Regions from separate parts of the Pan troglodytes genome. Here region 1 is linked to region 2. A link is a contact called in public capture Hi-C data. All regions are on one chromosome and are shown on one strand. Each heading gives the region's core, a stretch centred on a gene start, on an enhancer-like site or on the middle of the called end of the contact. The rest is flanking DNA. Distances are from core to core; before and after follow the strand shown.

Region 1 (3,971 bases), core at 366-2,865, 150 kb after region 2:
CTTGGGAGGCTGAGGTGGAAGGATTGCTTGAGCCCAGGAGTGTGAGGCTGCAGTGAACTATGATTGTACCACTGCACTCCAGCTTAGGCAACAGAGCAAGACCTTGTCTCTTAAAAAAAGGAACAAATTCTAACCCCAGGGAATGTTTTTCTGGCCTTTTGACCTTTTCCAGGGGAATATCACTGTCTTCTGGACTTTTCCTTCATCGTTCACTCAGTCATTCATTTTTTGGCAAACATTTATTGAGCAACTTCTATGTTCCAGGCACATTAATGGGTGTTGAGGATATAAGAGTAGATTAAAACCAAACAACAAACCTTATCCTTAGGGATTTTTACATGTTCAAATACCTACCTTCAGGCTGGCATTCTCATAGTCCTGTAAAACTTTACTTATCACTGGGGCTGAGGAATCCCGTGCCAAGGCATTGCATGGCTACGGCTTAAGATATTCTCCTTTTATGGGATAAGTAGTGCTTATTCAAGATGGAACTGCAAAAAAGATGATATGGTTTGGTTCTGTGTCCCCACCCAAATCTCATCTTGAATTGTAATTCCCACCTCTTGACCGAGGGACCTGTAATCCCCACATGTGGAGGGAAGGAGTTGATTGGATCATGGGGGCAGTTTCCCCCATGCTGTTCTCATGATAGTGAGTGAGTTCTCATGAGATACGATGGTTTTACAAGTGTTTGGAAGTTCCTCCTTCGTTCTTCTCTCTCCTGCCACCTTGTGAAGAAGGTGCCTGTTTCCCCTTCTGCCATGATTGTAAGTTTCCTGAGGCCTCCCAGCCATGCAGAACTGTGAGTCAATTAAACTGCTTTCCTTTAAAAATTACTCCGTCTCAGGGAAGATCTCTATAGCAGGGTGAAAATGGACTAATACAAGAGAGAAATCTCAAAGACTGAAAGGAATGTTTTAATAATGATGGAATTTCAGATATTGTGCTGTGTTTTGAGGGTGGGAGGTTTGGGAGCACTGTTGGAAAATTCCTTGCATTCCCCAAAGAATACCACCCAAGCCACTTCCTACTCTGCCTGTGTGCCTGCCTGGCTCTGCCATTTGTGTCTCATCCTCAAGGTTAGCTGGGGTTACGCTGAGAGTTGTGGGAGCTATGAACCTACCCCTGGAGTTCAAAACAGAGCTCCATGGAGTTTCTCCTTCCCATATAAAGAAGAAAAAGAATTCCAATTTTAGTTGCTCTTTGCTTCTGTCTTCAAGGAGTTTATAATCTTCTAAGAGGAGAGAAATTACACATATATGCAATTACAAGAAAGGCACAGAGAAGGATTAGAGAAGTGCTAAGTGTGGAGAGGCTGTTTACAGCTGGAAGAATTGAGGGAGATTTCAGGAGAAGTGCTATTTGATTTGTTACATCATTATTTGGGAAAGTCAGGCCTTGCTTCAGTGAGAAGCTTGGTGAAAGAAGAAAATGTTTGAACTGCAATTGGGAAAGTGAAGCTTAATCAATGTTCCAGCACTAAAAGGCTCAAGGGAAGTGTTCTCATTTGGCCCCTGGAGATGATCCTGGAAATTGCTAGTCTAATATACCAGCATTCATTCACAGCCACCCCACTGCCCTATGTCCACATGCTAGTGGGTCTGGTCACTGTGCTGAAGGTCACTTTTCTGGAGGGCCTCTTCTGCCATCTGCCTTAGACCGAGCAGTCCTATTAAAGCCTGGAGTTTCTATAAAATTTGCATATGGTGGCCTGGTCAGCTCAATAGCAAGTTTCTCCCAACTCACTTTTCCTTTTTCCCTAGATATTTACCACATGGCTGTATTTCATGACTGGTGAACAAAGTGGGAATTAGCTTTTGCTTGGGAAAAGCTAATGCTTCAGTTTTGTCTTCTATATTTTGAAGCTGTGTTGGGTTGTGGGAGAGTGCAGTCATATTGCCGTGCATCTTGTATGTACACTTTTTGAAAACTGGGAAAAGTGAAAGGTAGCCCACGCTCCCATGATGAAGAAAGAACCCTGATGAGATCTATGGTTCTCTCAGAGACCTCACTGGTTGAGACAGGTCACAGGGAGAAACTGGAGTGCAGTTTTAAACTACTGCAATGTTGAATTTTCACAGTCATGGCTCTTAATTGGTCCTTGGCATCTGGGTTTGGTGCTCTTCTTCCTCCTGTCTCAAGAGGGCAGTCTGGCCACAGCTCTTTCCATGGAAGGGGTAGGGTAGGAGTGTGAAGACAGGTCCTGATGGTCACACGATGCCCTTCTTTCTCTTAATTTAGGTTTGGGAGCAGAGAGAACAAAAGATCCCACATGGGTCTTCAATTCTAAGCCACATGTTCCTGATTTGGAGTCTACAGGGCTTGCAAAACTGACAGTCATGCCATTGGTGTGTACATGCTCTCTTGAAGACCTCATGGAGAGCACAAATGATCTGCTGGGTAAGATTAGGCATTCCTGGGTCCTCAGTCACCAGATGTCAGCATCTATTTGTTTCCAATGAACTGTTGATTTAATCTCTTTCTCTCTCTGCAGCTCAGCCTCCTTAGCAGAGGCCTTTTATAATCTGTTCCCAACTGACCAGGCCATTTTCATCTTCTCTGCCATTGCTGCTGGCCATACAGAACTTCTGAGCATCCTGGATCTTTCCCTAGACTCTTTCAGGATGTCCTGCCCCTTTACATGCTATTTCTTCTTCCTGGAATTTCATCATTGTTATTTGATTGAGAAAAACCCCTTATTCAAGATACAACTCCAATATGTTGACCTTGGGAAAACTTCTCTAATGGACCCAACTCTACAGGGCTTGATCTTCCCCTGGAGGTCAGGGACCCTGTCATAGTCATCTATGTCCCTAGGTCTTAGCATCATGCCAGAGGCACAGTAGATGCCCAATTAATATCTGTTGACTGACTGGTGTGTCTGTCTGTGCAGGTGTACATGTGGCATTCTTGGGGTGAAGGACGATACAGTGAAGGAGCCTGAAGTAAGAAGGAACATGCTAGGTCCCTTTTTTTGTCAATGGACTGCATCCTTGGTACTTCTTGTTATACTTCAGAATAAAAATTAGCGGGGCAGAAGCTGTCATCTGTGTGTGCACCTCAGGAAAGACCCACTGCTCCTTGATCAAGCCAGGCGGCCCTGGTGCAGCCCGTCTGTGAATCATTTCTGATGAGTTCTAAATGGCTGCCTTTTAGAACCATCCCAGCCTCCTTGCAGATTTTAGCTTGCATTGCTGTCTCCTGGCTGTGGGGCCGGCATCCTCATTTCCGGGGCTGGAGCAGCCTGAAGCTTCTGGCTGTAAGACGGCGAGTGTCCACCAGAGGCTGCTGCTGTCATTCTCTGTCACTCCATCGATTCCCTTTCATTCTGGAGCCCTGACTCCATCATCCATTGCCCCTTTCCATTGCCTCCAGCTTCCAAGTGACAGATGGTCGTTTACTGACCTGCTGGTGACTTGGAGGTGGGGATGGGGTCCCTGAAACTCACAGATTTGTGTGAGAGACTTATATCATATATATAGACACACACATATATACACACACACACATATATATATTTTCCCTCATAGTTGAGGTGCTACTAGAACCTAGGCTTTTCCCATATATATATATATTTTATATATATTTATTATATATATTATATATACTCTTTATATATATACTTTACATATATTTTATATATATATATATATATATAGAGAGAGAGAGAGAGAGAGAGAGAGAGAGACAGACAGACAGACAGACAGACAGAGGGAGAGAACCTGGGAAAAGGCCAGGTTCTAGCAGCATCTCGAATATGAGCAGGAAAAAGGACCTCTGCTTCCATCCTCCACGGAGCACCTCTCTCACTCCCTGCAAGGGCTGCCAGGTTGGGGTTAGGTCATGGCTGGTACTTAAGTCCCTGATTGCCAGGGAGGATAGGATGCTCCCCTAGATGTGACCCCCTCACTGCAGCTGCAGATGCCTTGGGAAGGACCAGGAATTCTGCTTTGATTTGGAATCTGTTTGAA
Region 2 (4,061 bases), core at 1,124-3,623:
TACAGAGAAGATTAGCGTGGCTCCTGCACAAGGATGACATGTTTAAAAAAAATTTTTTTTAAAGGAGAAAGAAAAAAAATCAAAAGCAGATGCAAACCATTTTATGATCTCATGATCTCAAAACAAAGGGAAAAGAGTAAGATTCCATGTCTCCTAGAAGAATTAGTGATCTTAAGTTGCCTTGAGTGTCCAGAGGAGGCTAATGTTTTATTGTGTCTGTCATGTGGCTGATGAGAGACGTTCTATTAATGATGGTACTGAAGCCAGATGTTAAGTAACTTGCCCAATTTCACATAGGTAGTGTGTGACCAGCCTGGCTTTAACTCATAGCTTGTTCTCCAAAGACTGTGGTTTTTTGTTTGTTTTGTCTTTGTATTGTAGGGTAAGAAGGTTATGACCAGGCCCTTAAGTGTTATCAGAGAAATAAGGTCAATGGCCATAAATGTGGGTATGCAAAATTTCTTAGTAGGATGGCTAACCTTAGGGCTACCAGAATTGTATTCCTAAGTAAAACTATTTCAGGAAAGACAGGCTTGGGACTGGCACCCTTTTCATAAGAGCAAAATAAAATACCAAACTCTTCTGACCTTATAGTATCTTCTCTTCATGTCCACCACCACGACTCCTAACCATATTAAAAGAGAGGCCCCCAGAGAGCTGCCCTGAGGGTGGTCGGCGTGGCAGCTGGAAGGTCTGATGCACCCACTAACCCAGAGGACCTCTCATTTCTGTTATATGACACCCAGCAACGAGCAGGTCTCAGAGGACGGGGTTGGGTAGTTACTAGAGATGGGTAGTTACAGCCTGAGGACAAGACAAGATCCTGTGGCTCCTGAGGGACCCAGGAAGGCACAAGGAGCAGGTGTCAGCTCCAGAAGCCTTTCCTCTGCAGCTCCAGAAGCCTTTCCCCTGCAGGTCCCTGAGTCTTGGTGACACAGCCCTGTCCCATCAGGGAGCGAGTGCCCTTCCCCCGAGGAGAAGCTCCAGGGAAAGCAGCCCTGGGCATCACCCCCAGGCAGCAGCTGCTCATGCCCGAGAGAGGGAGCCCACCTTCCCCAGCTGTGGCTGCGCCCTTAGACCCCGAGGCCCAGCCACCACTGCTCGGTTTGGTCACTGACGATGCCTACAGATTGTGTCACCAGTTAGTCCAGAGCAAGAATTACCTCTCAGCTCAGTGCCCAAAAAATCGAGAGAGGGCTTGAATCCTAATCCATAGATAGGTGATTGACCACGTCATGGCATCTCCAGGAAGTTCTAATTTTTGAATAGATTTCTAGAAAGGACCAGATGTGTCCTTCTCAAGCTGTTCTCTCTTCTTCTCTTCCTCTTTCTCCCCCTCCCACTTCCTTTCCCCAAATCCAAACACTCAGGTGCTCAGAATGACGGAGACAGCTGTGCTGTAGCCCTTCGGGTTGGCCGGGGCAGCCTGGGTTTCTTTTGCTAGTTGGAGGACAAGGTGTGGAAGGCATAATGTAATCAAGTAGCAGCAACAGCTTCTACTCTAGAGATTTTTAGGCCCAGAAAGGACTGACTCTCCCCTCCCCTTTTTTTCTTTGGTTGAGACAGTCTCACTCTGTCGCCCAGGCCCAAGCTGGAGTGCAATGGCGCTATCTCGACTCACTGCAACTTCCGCCTTCCAGGTTCAAGCAATTCTCCTGCCTGAGCCTCCTGAGTAGCTGGGATTAACAGGCGTGAGCCATTATACCTGGCTAATTTTTATATTTTTAGTAGAGACGGGGTTCCACCATGTTAGCCAGGCTGGTTTCAAACCCTTGACCTCAAGTGATCTGCCCACCTTGGCCTCCCAAAGTGCTGGGATTACAGGTATGAGCCACCGCGCCCGGCCTGACTCTTTTCTGAAGCCTGCCCTGGGACTGACCTGGCCCTGAACAGAAAGAAGATGCCCAGCAGCAGCAGCACCATCATGAACCCCAGCGTAAAGCCCTCATAAGTTTCAGGTCTGTGTCAGTTAGTGTACGTGGGGAAACTTAGAGTAGCCATAGGTGCAGGTATCCGTGTGTCTGAAGAGGCAGCAGTACTTTTAATCCTGTTACAGAAGTAAAATTAAAAGAAAAAAACGCACACACAAAAAACCTTGCAACTCTTGCTGCATTTCCATTATTTACCATCAGGTGTCAGTAGACCACATGGGAAGAGGGAGCTTTAAGAGCCCGGGTGCTCAAGTACCTGCTTGGGGAGGCAGCGCCTCCTCCGTATTCCTGTGGATCTCTTAGTGGGAGTCATCCTAGGCACCTCCTTTCCCCGTGCCCGCTGCCCTCGTTCCACCCCTGGTCTGGTCTGCCCTTGTATTCCCAGCAATTCTACGCTGTAAGATGCCTTCTGTGTTCTCTGCAGGGCATCCCTCCCTGACTCACCCTAGCAATGGCCGGAATTCATGCATTTACTGCGTGCCAGCTTGCCCTAATCATCTGCTTTACTTATCAAAACAGCTCTCTGACATATGCACAACTAGTTAAGCAGATTGACAGATCAGGAAGGGGCCTGGAGAGATGAAGGGCAGCTTTGTGGGATGCATACATGTGGACTTTACCTGGGCGGTTTCACCAGAGGCAGAGCCATGAGGCAGAGGCGTGAGGCCACTCCTCTCTCCAAATCGTGCTAAATCACTGGCCTCTAAGTCGGCTCACAGGACAGCTTTTAATAGTTTCTGCTACCTCATGGCAAAGCCCAAAGGCTGACCTAATTCTTCCCAGCACAGTGCACAGGCAGAGGAGAGAGAGCGATTATGCAGGAGGGCAGCCTCCTTCCTGCCCCGGAGGCCCTGGCCCCAAGCACACCAGCTTTTTTGTCTTCTCCCAAATAAGTCATACTGGAAAGCTCTCTTGTCCTAGATTTAGGAGAGCAAATATCAGGAGGGTGCTACTTCTTTGGTCACAATCCAGCCGGGCGTGGTGGCTCATTCCTGTAATCCCAGCACTTTGGGAGGCTGAGGCAGGTGGATCACTTGAGGTCAGGAGTTTGAGTCCAGCCTGGCCAACGTGGTGAAATCCCGTCTCTCCTAAAAATACAAAAATTAGCTGGACATGGTGGCGCACGCCTGTAATCCCAGCTACTTGGGAGGCTGAGGCACAAGAATTGCTTGAACCCAGGAGACAGAGGTTGCAGTGAGCCGAGGTCAGACCGCTGCACTCCAGCCTTGGTGACAGAGCGAGATTCTGTCTTCAAAACAAACAAATCGTACTCTACACTTAAGTCCAGGTTGAGTAGTGTCCCCTGCCGAAAACTATATATTTAAATCCTAACCCCCCAGTACCCAGAATGTGACCTTATTTGGAACTAGGGTCATTGTAGATATTAGTTAAGATGAGGTCACACTGAAGTAGGGTGGGCCTCTAATCCAATATGACTGGTGTCCTTATTTAAAAGCGGCCATGGGAAGACAGACGCCCTGTGTGAAGATTGGAGTGATGCAGCTACAAGCCAAGGAATGCTGAAGGTTGCCAGCAAACCACTGGAATCTGGGAGAGCTGCAGGAAATAGATTCTCCCTCACAGCCTGCGGGAGGAACCAACCTTGCTGACACTTTGATTTTCAGACTTCCAGAACTGTGAGAGAATATATTTCAGTTGTTGAAACCACCTGGCCTGTGGTTCTTGGTTACAGTAGCCCACCCGAGCAAAGGAATATAGTTCCTATTCCAATGCCTTCTCTTCAGAGCCACGGGGTCTTCCCTGCGGCACGTCAGGACTGATGTCCCTGAGGGGCCCAGAAAGCCATAAGGAGCAGGTGCCAGCCCCAGAAGGCCTTTCCCTGTGGGATCTAGAGTCTCAGGGGCACAGCTCTGTCCGCTCCAAGGAGAAGCTCTGGAGAAGGCAGCCCTGGGCATCACCCCCAGGTGGCAGCTTTGCATGTCCGAGCCCACCTTCCCCCACTCTGGCTGGGCCTGTAGACCCAAGGCTCCGGGTGCCAGTGCTGGGGGTTTGTTCACTGGTGGTCGAATGTGCAGAGCGCTCACTCAGCGAACATTGAATTTCAGGCTGTCTTGCTCAGCCTAGGAGCTGTTTAGATTGGCCTTGTTTTATCTCAGCCGAGATAGATCT

What was found. Capture Hi-C pulls out chosen DNA fragments and counts their contacts.
Region 1: a capture Hi-C map of stem cell-derived neural stem cells shows a contact between it and region 2, with 7 times the contacts expected there. The contact joins two enhancer-like sites. A contact is called at or near these places in 5 of 7 Hi-C or Micro-C datasets (blood, induced pluripotent stem cells, a lymphoblastoid cell line and 1 more) and 1 of 1 other capture datasets (stem cell-derived neural stem cells).

What each region holds. Positions count from the first base shown.
Region 1 is chr7:28,686,001-28,689,971 of NHGRI_mPanTro3-v2.0_pri, forward strand. No RefSeq gene overlaps it. Among named protein-coding and RNA genes, the nearest start is that of LZTS1, 76 kb to the left of the region's middle. Within about 2 kb of position 1,616, at least 2 of the 24 cell types and tissues checked have an H3K27ac peak or open chromatin away from gene starts, as enhancers often do. A contact at or near this core is called in stem cell-derived neural stem cells, where this site is marked.
Region 2 is chr7:28,538,383-28,542,443 of NHGRI_mPanTro3-v2.0_pri, forward strand. It overlaps the pseudogene LOC112204231. Among named protein-coding and RNA genes, the nearest start is that of ATP6V1B2, 35 kb to the left of the region's middle. Within about 2 kb of position 2,374, at least 4 of the 24 cell types and tissues checked have an H3K27ac peak or open chromatin away from gene starts, as enhancers often do. A contact at or near this core is called in stem cell-derived neural stem cells, where this site is marked.